Linked DNA regions of Zea mays: all the other regions are linked to region 1. The links are chromatin contacts, called in public Hi-C maps. All regions are on one chromosome and are shown on one strand. The core of a region is the stretch at or near the end of the contact, and the rest is flanking DNA. Distances in the headings are between cores, read along the strand shown. Region 1 holds the start of LOC100274249. Region 2 holds the start of LOC103654184 (RING-H2 finger protein ATL13). Region 3 holds the start of LOC103654189.

Region 1 (4,886 bases), core at 1,572-4,071:
ACTAGTGCTTGCTGTGCTGGCACAATACGACACTAACACCTAATAGTGCTCGTGTCAATCCATGCATTATTTTACTTTGAGAGCTCAAAAAATATAGAAGATCTTTAAGATTATATATACTATTTTAGATCTTGAACTTGCATAACATTATAAAGTGAATTTATGCTTAAAACTATAACAAATCACAATTCACAATCACATGTATATATCACAATTACATCTACAGACTATCAATTGGTCTAAGCCGTGCCTAATCGTGCCGACCACCTAATCATGCCATGCTCGTGCCAGCCCATGGTGACGGGGTGGAGGTCCAAACACGACACTAGGCCCGTGTCGTGCCGACACTGACACTATCCGTGTGATTGGTTTGTGGGCTGGAGGGCGCCCAGCTCGCCTCGTCCTAGTCCAATAGAGAAGGTTGCACGCTCGCGTCTCCGTCCATGCAGGCTTACGGGTGGTTTCCTGCCTAGGTTGCGTCCGCGCGTGCAGGCTACACCGATGATGTAAGGTAACCAATCACGGTTTCAAGCGTGGTCAACGCACGTGCCGGGTCTGGTCGTGCCTATTCGGGCAACCAATCACACGGTATATGAATCGTGCTCGTGTCGTGCTTAGTGTCGGTCGATTTAGCACGACTCATCTATAGTTTGAATGCGCTAGAGCAGATTGTTGATAAAAAATCAATGTCTTCCGAAACCAGACTAAGGTTTAGGATAAGTTTGAATGCATTAGAGGAGTTAGTTGGTAAAAAAGTTGATGGTGGAACTATTTGGTTCTAATGAAAATAATGAGTAGTTAAGCTTTAAAAGCGTACCATAATTCTATACTATACTTAAAGCACCAGTTTCAACTGTCGTCACGCGCCATCTTTTTACAAATAACCCCTCACAGTTATTTCAAATTAATATGTTGCACGCCTATATATGGCCAAACGGCGGCCCAGCATGGGCCAGATGCTCGCGGGCCACAACTCTGGCCCATGCATGACATGCTGGCCTGCTGACTGTGACGGGCCAGCCTGTCGGTCCATTTGATTAAATCAGCGTAAAATGTTAAAAACGGTGCATGAGGTGGGGTTCGCCCATGCCCTGATGGAACAAGGGCGGGAAACACTGGGTGAAGCTGTCTAACCAGTAGAACATTAAGCTCAGATGTTTTTAATATTGAATATAAATTGTATATATGTATATACATTTTTTTAAATAAAAAAATATAATCGTATCGGGCCGAGGCTACAGCCCAAGCACGGCACGACGTTCTTGGCTTTTGCAAGCATTAGGTTGTTTCTGAGACCACATTGACACAATGGACTCCATGGTGTTTGAGGTTGCTGAATTGGATGGAGCAACAATGATTTGTCACACTAACAGTAAAATGAAAGGTTATTTATTGGTTTTAAACGTTAGTAATTGTTACGAAATATCATAATTTATATGGAGCGCATCCAGTTTTTATTGATGCCTGAATTTAGCTATCACTCCATATTTTGATCCATCTTTTTTATAAGTTTGAATTCATGTGACTTATTTTAGAAACTTGAGCTCACAAACTTTCTCTTATTTGGTCTCTGTATGGTGGAATTATGTCATTTTATAATCTATGTTCGTTCAGTCAGTCGTTGTGAACTCTCTTCTAATCGCTCACTTCATTGGCCGTGTTATACCATGATATATTGCATGGAGTAAACAATAACATCGGTTAATCAAATCAAAAAATATTACACGGAGAGCAGAGACAATCAATAAAAAAATTTAAAAAAATATTTGGTAAATAGTTTACGTGAGTATTGTTGTAAGTCGTTGCAACGTACGAGTAACCGACTAGTAGGGATGTATATATAGCTGTCCTCATCAAGCACCAGCCAACAGCAAGCCAGCGCATCCCCGGAACTTGCCAAAGCTTTACCACCATGTACAGCACAACACAACCACGTAGAGCCGCCGACCCAATCACAGATAGAGCAAAATGGCCGCGACCCGACCACTCCCCACGCTCTCTGCGTCTCTGCCGGTACGTTACGTTAGGCGGCGCCACGTGCTCCCGTGGCCCACACCCGGTGAGAGTGAGACGACAGTACGACACACGGGAGTATAGATAGAGATGGCAATGGGGCCCTGATCCCCGATTCCCCACGGGGAATTCCTCCATTAGGGGATGGGGATGGGGAAGGTTCTCCCCCCGCGGGGATGTAAACGGGGAAAAATCCTCCCTTGATGGGTAAACGGGGACGGGGATGGGGAAACATTCCCCATCCCCATTCCCCGCGGGGACCCGTTAAACTTATATATGGTGATGTTTTCATGTAATATATAATAATAAAAATAAATAATTACATTATTAAGAGATAACTCATTGTACAAATATGTTATTTTGATGTACACATAATGAGTTCTAACATCTGACAATGTATACAAGTGACAATGTTTTATATTAATAACGAAGAAAGTATGTCATAATTATAATTTAAGCGGGGACGGGGATCCCCGATGGGGATTTATCCCCGCGGGGAACGGGGATGGGGAAGAAATGCCCCCCGCAAGAGTTCGTGGGGATTCCCGCGGGGAAATTTTTTTGTCGCGGGGACGGGTACGGGGAGCCAAAACCCGATGGGGATTTCCCCGTTGCCATCCCTAAGTATAGACGATGGCCGGGTGGCGTCCCTCGTGGCCCACCCCACCTCCTTCCGAGCTCCGAGGAGCGATCGGCAGGGCGCGCCTCTGGCCGCTTTGTCGCGACGCGCGTTCGCTCCAATCCTGTCGCGGCCATTAAAAGCCTTCCCGGCTTTCCCGCTCAGCTCGTCTCTTCCAGAAACGTACCTCGTCATCTCTTCGCCTTCGCTACGCAATTCCGATCCACGCTGCGGGCCACTTGTGACGACTGGCGGAACCCGCGAGAAACAGAGGCGGGCGAGCGGCGATCGGAGATGGCGCCGGAGAAGCCCCGGAAGGAACAGGAGGAGGAGTTGATGCTGGAGGATGGAGGCATCGAGGAGAGCCCGCGCCGCAGCTTCGAGGACTGCGGCGACTCCGAGGAGGACCGCGGGGAGGGCGATGACGAGGAGGAGCGGGACAGCGACCGCGACGGCGTCGGTTCGACGCGCTCCTTCCTGCCCCAAAAGTGGCCGCAGAGCTACAGGTGCGTGCGTTGTTCCCATTCGTTGCTCGGACGTCGCTTACGTACGCGACCATTTTTTTACTGCTCTGTTTATTACGGAGGAATCAATTATTATCAGCGCTCTGTTCTGTTTACCACTAGTATTTATTTTATTATTAGTACGTATTTGTTACCGGTAGACTGTTTTTTTTAGGATATTACCGGTAGACTGTTGTCTGTAGTACTGTTTTACAAGTCCTGTGCGTAGAGGTCCGCTCTGTTATAATTCTAAATAGAAAGCGATCAAAACTCAATATAAGTAAGCCAATCAAAAAATGGCGTCGATCGTTGAGTCTTTAAATTGTTTTTTTTTTATAAAAAAAATATCTGTTCTAAATCCTCTGTTTTAGATTTTATTGACCGAGGCTGTGTTCATGCTGAGATCCCACGATTTCTGTATCTGCAAGTATCCAGTGGTGGTCATACTTAATTAATGAGCACCGGTCGTAATGCTACAAGTTGAATGTATTCGTGGATCGGCATGTATAGATAATGTGATCATGATATATATGCACTATTTTGCAGGGAAACAACTGACACCTACACAATCGCTGCATCACCGAGCTTTGGTTACTTAGGTTCTTCTACAAGCAAATACTCGCTCCTCGACCTTGGTCGCAGTATTCTGGGCTCTGACCTGAAGTCACCTCTAATATCGGCCAAGGCTGATTCTGTCAGAAACTTGCCGAAAACCCTTGGTTCAATGAGAGATGGGAGAGTCTCGTTTCAATTGCAACACACGGGAGAAATCTACATTAGTCAAGGGTGCAATGTGACGCAAACAGTCTTCAACGGTACCATCATTTGAAATACACTTACTTGCTCTATCGAACATGTTTGATACATATTTCTTTTTCGTTATTTGGCAGGGATTAATGTGCTTGCTGGTGTTGGCCTTCTTTCCACTCCGTTTACAATTCATGAAGCTGGATGGACTGGCCTTGCAGTTCTAGCATGCTTTGCGATTGTTTGCTGTTATACTGGAATTCTTCTAAAACATTGTTTTGAGAGCAAAGATGGTATCTCAAGTTATCCAGACATTGGAGAGGCTGCATTTGGAAGAATTGGCCGTGTGTTGATATCTGTAAGTTTTGGTACCTTTAGATGAAAGGAGTATCTTTTAGGACTATCTTTGAAGTGTATGTAGAGATGTCTGTGCACCTAACAAACACAATACCTAGAAGCAACTATTGATAATTTTTTCCCTCATACACGCTTTCAATCTGCACCTAACCTTGATCACTTCCGTATCTGAATGTTTACAATTTGGCAAAGATAGACACCTACTCAAACTCTTTACTCCCATTTTTTTTGGGAAATGCTTGGCACCTCAAGGCTAGAAAAGTTTGCATCCCTCTTTGTTTTTTATTCATGCATGAAATGTTTTCTAAACCTTTTGATTTATATGAAAGAAAAAACTCACTGATGATTTTTTTTGTGCAGATTATTTTGTATACCGAGCTATATGTAAGTACCTTCCATAATTTGCCGTTTAGTGTTTTATAGAAATAAAACATAGGACTAAGTTTCCTTTTATCATGTCATTTATTGCATGCAGTCATACTGTGTGGAATTCATCATTTTGGAGGGTGATAACCTCACATCAATTTTTCCTAAAGCTGGTTTTGATTGGCTTGGGATTCATGTTGATGGAAAACATTTTTTCGGAGTGTTAACTGCTATTTTAGTCTTGCCAACAGTATGGCTGCGAGATCTTCGAGTACTCTCGT
Region 2 (4,886 bases), core at 1,004-3,503, 240 kb before region 1:
TTTTAACGGCGGACGCATCTCCGGCTCGCCCGAGGCCTTGGCTTCGCTGAGAAGCAACCCTGACCAAATCGCCGCACCGACTGACCGAGTTGCAGGAGCATTTAACGCAAAGGTGGCCTGACACCTTTATCCTGACGCGCGCCCCCCGGCAGAGCCGAAGTGACCGTCGTCACTCCGCCGCACCACTGACCGGTCTGACAGAAGGACAGCGCCGCCTGCGCCACTCCGACTGCAGTGCCACTCAACAGAGTGAGTCTGACAGGCAGTCAGGCCTTGCCAAAGGCGCCATAGGAAACTCCGCTCCGCCCGACCCCAGGGCTCGGACTCGGGCTAAGACCCGGAAGACGGCGAACTCCGCTCCGCCCGACCCCAGGACTCGGACTCGGGCTAAGACCCGGAAGACGGCGAACTCCGCTCCGCCCGACCCCAGGGCTCGGACTCGGGCTAAGACCCGGAAGACGGCGAACTCCGCTCCGCCCGACCCCAGGGCTCGGACTCGGGCTAAGACCCGGAAGACGACGAACTCCGCTCCGCCCGACCCCAGGGCTCGGACTCGGGCTAAGACCCGGAAGACGGCGAACTCCACTCCGCCCGACCCCAGGGCTCGGACTCGGGCTAAGACCCGGAAGACGACGAACTCCGCTTCGCCCGACCCCAGGGCTCGGACTCCGCCCGGGCCTCTGTCGAATGATCTCCGCCTCGCCCGACCCGGGGGCTCGGGCTCGGCCTCGGCCACGGAAGACAGACTCAACCTCGGCTTCGGAGGAGCCCCCACGTCGCCCGACCTAGGGCACAGGCCCGCCACGTCAACAGGGAGCGCCATCATCATCCTACCCCGAGCCGACTCGGGTCATGGAGAACAAGACCGGTGTCGCATCTGGCTAGCTCCGCCAGATGGGCAATGATGGCGCCCCACAAGCTCTGTGACGACGGCGGCTCTCAGCTCTCTTACGGAAGCAGGTGAACGTCAGCAAGGACTCAACCGCTCCGACAGCTGTCCCTCCGCGAGGCTCCGTTGCTCCTCCGACAGCCACGACATCACGCCAGCAGGGTGCCAAGATCTCTCCGGCTGCCACATTGGCATGTACTTAGGGCGCTAGCTCTCCCTCCGCTAGACACGTAGCACTCTGCTACACCCCCATTGTACACCTGGATCCTCTCCTTACGCCTATAAAAGGGAGGACCAGGACCTTCTTAGAGAAGGTTGGACGCGTGGGACGAGGACGGGACAGGCGCTCTCTTAGGGCCGCTCGCTTCCCTCACCCGCGTGGACGCTTGTAACCCCCCTACTGCAAGCGCACCCGACCTGGGCGCGGGACGAACATGAAGGCCGCGGGATCTCCACCTCTCTCACGCCCGTCTCCGGCCACCTCGCTTCTCCCCCCTTCGCGCTCGCCCACGCGCTCGACCCATCTGGGCTGGGGCACGCGACACACTCACTCGTCGGCTCGGGGACCCCCCGGTCTCGAAACGCCGACAAGTTGGCCGCCGAAAATGCCTGTAGCTCTTGTAGTGTAGTGTTGTGCATCGGCTACTTTGGGCTAGCCATGGGCTCCGATTTAACAATGGGTCGTAGTATGTGTGGTTTATGTTTGTATGCAATGTGCAGACTAAGACCCCGATTGGTTTAGGCTGACTAAAATTTAGTGAGTAAAGTTTAGTCACTTGTAGTCTCTAAATAAGCATACATCGTAATTAAAGTGGGATGACTAAACTTTAGTTCTTTATTCACAAGGGAGTGACTAAAAGGGACCAAAATATAATTTTTACCTTATTTGTCCTCTCTATTTTCTTGTTGCAGCAAACATCTACTGATTAATAGGGGTAATATATTCATTATTCACATCAATTGATGCTCTTTAGTTCGGTTTAGCCACTGGAACCAAACGAGATACTTTAGCGACTAAGTTTAGTCTAGTGACTAAAGGAACCAAACAGGACCGAAGATCGTCTGAAGCAGTCTATCTATAGTTTATTCAAAAACATCGTTTTTATGTTATTTTGCATTGTAGATGTTGATTGAAGTGTTTGTAAAATGAAGTTTAAATATCGGTACGTGATAGATAAGGTGCCGGGCATAGTCTAACCATCGCATGTCCGTTGTCCGTCCATGGAGGCTCTCCTGTCCTGCTGTACGCGCGCGCACGGTACACGTACACTGCACTCCAGCCAGAATCGAAGACGGCCCCAGCAAAAGTCAACCCGGTTATAATGTTTTAGTACGCCTCCTGTGTTCTAGGCACCGCGGATCCATCAACATAATCACCAGAAAACCAAAAAGAAATACCGACAAAACAAAACCAACAAAAAGAAAATTGGGATGGGGAGTCGATCTCAACAGATCAACGAACATCATCAGCACGAATTGTTTGTTGTCTCTGACGTCAACAGGCCTTTGGTCAGGCGGCGCTGCTAACACACACCTAACTAAATGCTGCACGCTGTCCTTCTCTAATCCTGACTGCAATCCCTCCTCTCTCAACTAATCTACTACTTTTTTCCCTTTTTGTTGCGTCGCCACTCGCCACTCAGCCGCCAACTCGCCATCCACCACCACCTCCTGCCCCCCCGGCCCCCGAAAAAGGTCCAGGAATTCGAGGACACTTGCTCCTCCTCGGCGATGGCCACGCCCGGATCCTTCCCGAAATCCTAGCACATGTACGGCAATTTATTGTTTTTTTTTTCCTTTCCAAAAGGAAGGATTCCATTCCGTTCCGTGGTTTGGATTTGCCATCAAGCAAAGGCAAAGCTTGTCCCGTGATCTTCTTGTACCTTGGCGAGCCGTGCGACGGATTGGTTGATCCAAGGATAATGAGCGGCGGCAATTCTTCGTGGCTGATGCCGCCGCCGCCGCCCGCGTCGGCGCTCGACAACGTGGAGAGCGAGATAAGCCCCAGCATCCCCTTCATCGTGGCGATCCTGGCGATCGTCTTCTTCGTGTGCGGCCTGCTGCACCTGCTGGTGCGCCACCTGCTGCGGCTGCGCCGCCGCCGCCGCGCGCGGGAGGACGCGGACAGCGTCACGGCGTTCCAGGGCCAGCTGCAGCAGCTCTTCCACATGCACGACGCCGGCGTGGACCAGGCCTCCATCGACGCGCTCCCGGTGTTCCTCTACGGCAGCGTCGTCGTCGGCGGGGGCGGGGGCGGGCAGGGCAAGGCCAAGGCCAAGGACCCGTTCGACTGCGCCGTGTGCCTGTGCGAGTTCTCGCCCGACGACCGGCTCCGGCTGCTGCCCCAGTGCAGCCACGCGTTCCACCTCGAGTGCATCGACACGTGGCTGCTGTCCCACTCCACCTGCCCGCTCTGCCGCCGGAGCCTCCTCGCCGACCTCTCGCCGACGTTGTCCAGCCCCGTCGTGGTGGTGCAGCTCGGGTCCGGGAGCGCCCGCGACATGGCCGCGTCGGCGGATGGGACCACCCACGACGATGCCGACGACGGCGAGCCAAGCGACCGGGCCACGCCGGCGCAGGAGGTGGTCGAGGTGAAGCTGGGGAAGTTTGTGTGCGTCGAAGGCAACAGCGGCAGCGCGAGCGCCACCGCCGCCGACGCAGCAGCTGACGGAGCAGGCACCAGCGGCGATGGCGACGGCGGTGCCAGTGCAGAGGAAGGTCTCGGGCAGAGAAGGTGCCACTCCATGGGGTCCTACGAGTACGTCATGGACGACCGCGCCTCGCTCCGCGTGGCGATCAAGCCGGGACCCAAGAAGAAGCCCGCGGCCTCCAAGTCGCGCCGCCGAGGCGCCATGTCGGAGTGCGAGTTGGGCGCGTCCAAGCGCGGGGAGACCTCGCTCCGCCTGCCATTCCCAGCAACGGTGCCCAAGCAGCAGCAGCAGTCCGACTCCGACGCGACCATGTCGAAGCTCGCCAAGGACAGCTTCTCGGTGTCGAAGATCTGGATGGTGCCGTCGTCCAAGAAAGACCCCGACGCGGCCGGCGAGAGGCGCGCGGTGTCGTTCCGGTGGCCGGTGAGGAGCAAGGACGAGGGAGACGGCAGGAGCCGGAAGAGCGGGAGCGAGGCCGACTGGGACGTGGAGGCCGGGAGCGGCGGCGGCGGCAACAGCGCCGCGTCGTCGCTGGCGGAGGAGAGGCCCTCCTTCGCCCGGAGGACCCTGCTCTGGGTCGTCGGAGGCCGGCAACAGAGCAGAGTCGGGAGCTGTTCATGAACGGCGCGCCACTGTTTGAAAGACACACAGAACAAAGGCAAACGAATTCTTTTGTGCTCTTTTGGCACATTGGTAAGTGCGAGTAGTGATTGCAATAGCTAGAAATTTGTAAAACAGGAAAGACTCTGAAAAAAATATTCTTTCTTTCGCTTTCGCGTTGGATCCCTGATCCATTTAGCAGCGACGAGCACACCAGGGCTCGTCAGAAGCCACCGTCAATGGCGAGCTACGACGATGAGCTGACCAAAACAAACAGCGAAACGAACTTTCGGCTGCTACCGAGACAAACACCTGCAGCGCAACTAGCAATAGCTTCTGAAACAGTACACGTTGTTTATCTGACCCTTCGCGCTGCTGCTCGGAGATTCAGAGGATCGCGATGGGAGTCCGGGCCAAAGAAAGGAGCCGCTCCGATCGTTCAATAGGCTGATGACACTGGAAGCATGCCCCAGACAATTATTTTTTCTCAGGGCTGTTCTGAACTCGTTTGCAACTTCGACGGGATTCAAGGTGAACTATAATAAATCATGTATGTACCCAATCAATGTTTGCTCGGCTAAAATGGAGATTCTAGCCAAAACTCTCAACTGTCAGATGGGTTCGATGCCCTTCACCTATCTTGGTGTTCCGCTTGGCCTGTCTAAATCCAAAATCTGCCACTTTTTACCGCTCATTTGTAGGATTGAGAAGAGATTATCATGTACTTCCGCTCTCCTCTCCCATGC
Region 3 (4,886 bases), core at 1,760-4,259, 160 kb after region 1:
CATAAGCAGGGCTCCAAGGAGAATCCATCTCTCCATACCTCTGACCATGTGATGGACGAGGGACATTCAAATGTCTCAAGCCAGCAAAATCAGGAATTCCTGAATCATTGCCTCCGATGCCAAAAAGCTGCTCCACAGATACAGGGGAGGAAGGTGACCTAACATCACCAAGGCTGTTGAGCGCATCTACATACCTTCTCTCTGTTTCCCGCTCGTCTACATTGTAATGCACAGCCACTGATGCAGCATTGTCATCCAATTGCTGAGAAAATAAGAAGATCCTGAGCCGAGTGAACGCCTCCCCTGTGGCAGTGACTTTGTCATACTCCTCCATCATGTTCACCACATCATCGTGATTCACGACCGAGACCAGCGCATCCAGATCCTCATCAGGTTGCTGGTATTTGATGGTATCAGCATCCTTGTAGAGATCTCTCATCCGTGCAGCTAGGTCGGCATATGATATGTCACGCGGCAATATGACAATCCTTGTCTCGCCACCAACATATCGAAGACAGCCATCAAGTGGTCGGGGAAGGATACTACCTCCAAAGCTGCAGAGGAACTTGGCCATGCGTGGTGCCCCCTCAGCCTCAGAGATGCCTGGGGCAGCGGCAGAGGGCGCCATAGTTGTGTCAGAGAGACTGTAATCAAGTTGGTGTGGATAGGTTCACTGGATCAGCACTACTAAGTCTCAGTATATCAGACGACTGAAATCCAGCAAGTCCTATGCCCAGCACCAATTAGCTACTTCCTGTTGGAAGGGGGAAAACAGTTATTAGTGCATTAAAAGGAAGGCAGCAAAAAGGTGAAGTGTGCATCCCCATCACCCAGATAACTGATCTACACGAAACTCCGTCACCAAATCACACAGTTACCACAAAGCATATAGGAGTGCTTTATTCTGCAAGTCCATCCAATGGCACCTTAGGAAATCCTAAGGCTACCGCATACCTAGTTCTCCGGCGATTTTCCACAAAAAAACAAGGACCACCAATAATGAAGGATCCCAAAAAAAATGCAAAAGTCATCTGCTGTCATGGGCAGGGGGGCAAAGTGGGTCGTGGCCCCACCTCAAATTTTTTCTATCCTTATATATACGTTGAATATACTGCAAAATTGGAAATAAAAATAGCAAGTATATGGGACCAAAATTGCAGTGAGCAGCCCACTTCCACCGTCCTGGCCCACAATCCAACTCCACGGTCTGCTAAAACAGCCCACGCTCGGCCCGCTCAACGCGTCGCCCTGCTTGGCCTACCATTCAAGTTCCATGAGCTGCAGCACCGGCCACCGCCCAACCAATCCACGGTATCTTTCCCTCTTGCTCTCTCGGTCTTTCCCATTTCATGTCTTCTTGCAACATTTGTTCTTGTTCCCGGACCTGTTTATAACTAAATTAGAATAGCATTTGATGATTATTATTCCTATCTGTTTAGATAAATAAGGAGATTTTTACAACCACTTTCAAGGGGTTGTGCCACCGGTGATTAGGACAATAACAATGCGAAAGATATGCTTATTGCGTAAATAGGAATTTCAGAACAATCAAATATTGGAAGGGTATCTAATCCGGATGAAATAGTTGTAGATCCAGCATTAAAACGACAAATTGATGAGTATGGTAAAAATGTTCAAGATGAAGGCGAGAAGGGCGTACTTTTTTAAAGGTTTGTGAGTTGTGACAACCAAGAACTTAGATTTGCCCCGCATACATTTTTAAGAACATGTGAGAATTACGATTGGTTGGAGTATGACGAGTCAAAGGATACATCTTATTGCTTTTATTGCTTTCTTTTTAAGCAACTAGGAAAGGGTGACAAATATGAAGCTAAAAACTAGAAGGATACAATTGCCTCAGTCAACTAAAACAAGATTGATAGCCTCGTGGTATATTTGCTTTGCTTCTTCTTGTTTATATATTTTTTTATTTTTCTTCATTCAAATTCTAACTTTTATTATACGATCACTCGTTTCTATATGTATTATTACATTTGTTTTACGGTATTGTCTGGTTATTTTGTGATTTTGTTTGGTCCCACGTGAATTCCTGTCATGCGACTGTCTGCTGTCGAGGAGGGAAAGAAAGCCCCCAACTTTGATCCCACACAAGTTGAGCCTTCACTGATCTCTAACAATGACCTAAATTCCTTTTTCTTAGATAATGGAACGAGGTTCCAGTCTCTCTACGTCGTTCGACAACGTATACAGCTGCATGACCTATAAACTCCTATCAATCCAGATACGTAAGAAACGAAGTTGACGCATGCCGAACAACTTTCCGTTACAATAGCCAAGCAACGCGAGCGCGTGCTGAAATCAGAGGCCAGCGATCAGACTCCAAAAAAAAACATGGAATGAGCTCGAGCGATCTCGCTGGAGCACCCCGAGCGGAGCTGCAGAACCGCATGCCACGACTCCCACGAATCTCATTCTCGACCCACCCTCTCCCGCAAAACCTCAAACTGCCACCCCGCACCAAATAGCAACCACTCCTGAATCCCCCCGGAGTAAGGGGAAGGGCCAAAACGAACGGAGAGACGTGCGAGCAGAACAAAATAAAACTACTGATGAGCAGCAAACAATTCGGAGAATCCACGAGAGAGAGAGAGAGAGAGAGAGAGAGAGAGGAGCACCTGGCGGCGATCCGGGGCCACGCGAGCACGAGCAGCCAATTGCGGAGCGCGAGGCGGTGGAGAAGGAGAGACCCGAGGAAGAGTCGAGAAGGGAGGGTGGAGGGGGGATATTCCCATCCTCGGGGGACAGGGATCATGTCACGCGGGCCTCCAGGGCGAGGAAAGCCGCCGCCATTGGGCGCTGGGGCTCGTCGGCGCCGGTCTGGGTCGAGGCGGTGCGGCTCCGGGTCGGGTGGGGTCGAGAGAACTCGAGATCGATAGGTGGGGAAGGGTGGCAGTGGCTGGGAGGACACGCGGCTCTCCTTTCTGTTATTTTTGGTCTCGGGCTTGCCTGGGTGTTGCGGCGGCACACGCTACGGAAACAGAACAGTCACGTACGGCGATGATGCCCAGGCGTCGTTTCATAGACTGGGGTGCGGCTACTAGTTAGCGATGAAAACGATCGCGAACGGTCGAAAAAAAAAGACTCTAACCATTTTTTTATTTATAATTTTTATCTAAAAACAAAAAAGGAATTTAGAACGCTAATACACTAGTGAAGAAAACGGAAACGGCTATGTCCAAAATCGAGAGTAGAACCAGGACTGTCTCTGCGTCTAGACGCGTACTCGATTTATATATAGAATAGCATTCGAATAATTAAAGGTATTTGAAAACCAGTTTACTTTCTTGTTAAACTCAGATGACGTAAAGTCTTCAGATGATTATGATCTTTAAAAAAAGTTGCACTGCTTTTATAGAAACTTTTTCTCATGCCAACTCATCTTACGTTGATATTAATAATTTTTTTAGGATTTTCTCATCCTATTTTTATCCCAGTGGCGGACGCACCTCCGTGGGCATGCGCTCGGGCTCCATCCGTATACAGTATACGATATACCGTATACCAGGGGCGGACCGACGTTAGGAGCAGTGGCCTCCACTCAATTTTGTTTATTTAGTGGAAGTTTTACCTTATTTCCAATAGAATATGTAGACCGTTGGTCAAAATCAACAACAGCAAACACATTTTAGGTTGCCCTTCCATTTCTACCAATGTACCTAATTTGGTCACGTGAGGGTGGTACTGCTGCAACGTGAGTGTCATCTATTGCACCAATGCAATCTTTGAAAAAAGGCATCATCCTATTGTTGGAAATTGCTATCGGTCGCAAGAAAGCCAACGGGGGTGAACAGTGTGGACAGTAGGGTTACGCGTGAGATGGCAAACAGCTCTGTTTTCTCCGGCCTCTCACGGGCACTGTGCGGGGGTATTTATAGGTACCTGAACGCCCAGCGCCCTGTGTTAAGGACGCATGTGCCCTCAGCTACCTAGGTTATCCCCAGAATATTCCCATAAAGCAGGGTTACAGACTGTAATTACAGGGATGCCTTTACAAATTAGGCCCGTAACACGCGGCGGCCACGCAGGGCCCGTTACAATGGGCCGGATCGCACGTGGGCCTCTGAGCTGGACGAGGCCGCACTGTGGGATGCCTTCGTCGCCGGTCTTCGTCTGGTGCCGATCAAGCGAAGGGTGTCCCTGCCTGCTCTGTCTGTCAGAGCAGCGGCTAAGCAGCGGAGACTTCGAGCGAAGGGTGGCGTTTCTGCCTTCGCTCCAACATCTGCCCTCCGAGGGACCAGTTCGACAAAGTCACCTGGTGCCGAAGACGTCGCTAGATGGCGGAGACGTTTCCCTCGCTCGAAGTGGTTCCGCGGGGGTTTTTGATGTGACCGTTGATTGACCGCGTACTGTTGGATTGCGGGTTTCCCGAAGCGCCGCGCTCTGTTGGATTGCGGGTTTCCCGAAGAGCCGCGCCCTGCCTATAAAAGGGGGCGGGGGCCGGCGCTTTTTGAACTTTACTTTTGTGCGCTCCGCGAAACCCTAGCCGCCCGTCGTCTTGCTGCTCGTCTGCCCGCCGTGCTCTTGTTCGCCGGAGATCTGGCGCGAGTGAAGCAGACTGTCCGCCGCCGCCGACGGTACGTAGCGATGCCGTCTTCCTCTTCTTCCGCTGCCGCTACGCCGCCGGCCGGTTCCTCGCCGCCGGCCGCCGCCTCGTCGGAGGAGACGCTGAGCAGTTTGATGCCGGAGGAGTTGCGCGCCGGCGATTCCGTTGATTTCGGCGTGTCGCGAATGTCATCGGCCCGCGTGGAGGATATGCAGCGTTTGGGCTACTTCGGCGGTGGAGTTGCCCGTGCCCCGGGGACGGAGAAAGTCCCCGAGCCGGAGGGCGAGTTGGTTGTTTTCGAGGCGTTTTTTCGCCGCCGGTC

What was found. A called contact is a pair of places that touch in the nucleus more often than the background predicts.
Region 2: a Hi-C map of leaf shows a contact between it and region 1, with 6 times the contacts expected there. The contact joins the promoter of LOC103654184 here to the promoter of LOC100274249 in region 1. A contact is called at or near these places in 2 of 25 Hi-C or Micro-C datasets (ear and leaf).
Region 3: a contact with region 1 is called in a Hi-C map of ear, with 3 times the contacts expected there. The contact joins the promoter of LOC103654189 here to the promoter of LOC100274249 in region 1. A contact is called at or near these places in 5 of 25 Hi-C or Micro-C datasets (ear, leaf, leaf mesophyll and 2 more).

Annotation. Positions count from the first base shown.
Region 1 is chr4:180,286,449-180,291,334 of Zm-B73-REFERENCE-NAM-5.0, forward strand. It overlaps LOC100274249, which reads left to right and starts at 2,822. Exons shown (of 12, transcript NM_001148615.1): 1 at 2,822-3,138; 2 at 3,682-3,950; 3 at 4,026-4,240; 4 at 4,600-4,623; 5 at 4,715-4,886. The coding sequence starts at 2,927.
Region 2 is chr4:180,044,374-180,049,259 of Zm-B73-REFERENCE-NAM-5.0, forward strand. It overlaps LOC103654184 (RING-H2 finger protein ATL13), which reads left to right and starts at 2,254. Exons shown (of 1, transcript XM_008681012.4): 1 at 2,254-4,314. The coding sequence starts at 2,812. The coding sequence ends at 4,161.
Region 3 is chr4:180,444,157-180,449,042 of Zm-B73-REFERENCE-NAM-5.0, forward strand. LOC103654189 reads right to left here and starts at 3,010. Exons shown (of 10, transcript XM_035967448.1): 1 at 2,637-3,010; 2 at 1-1,384. The coding sequence starts at 628.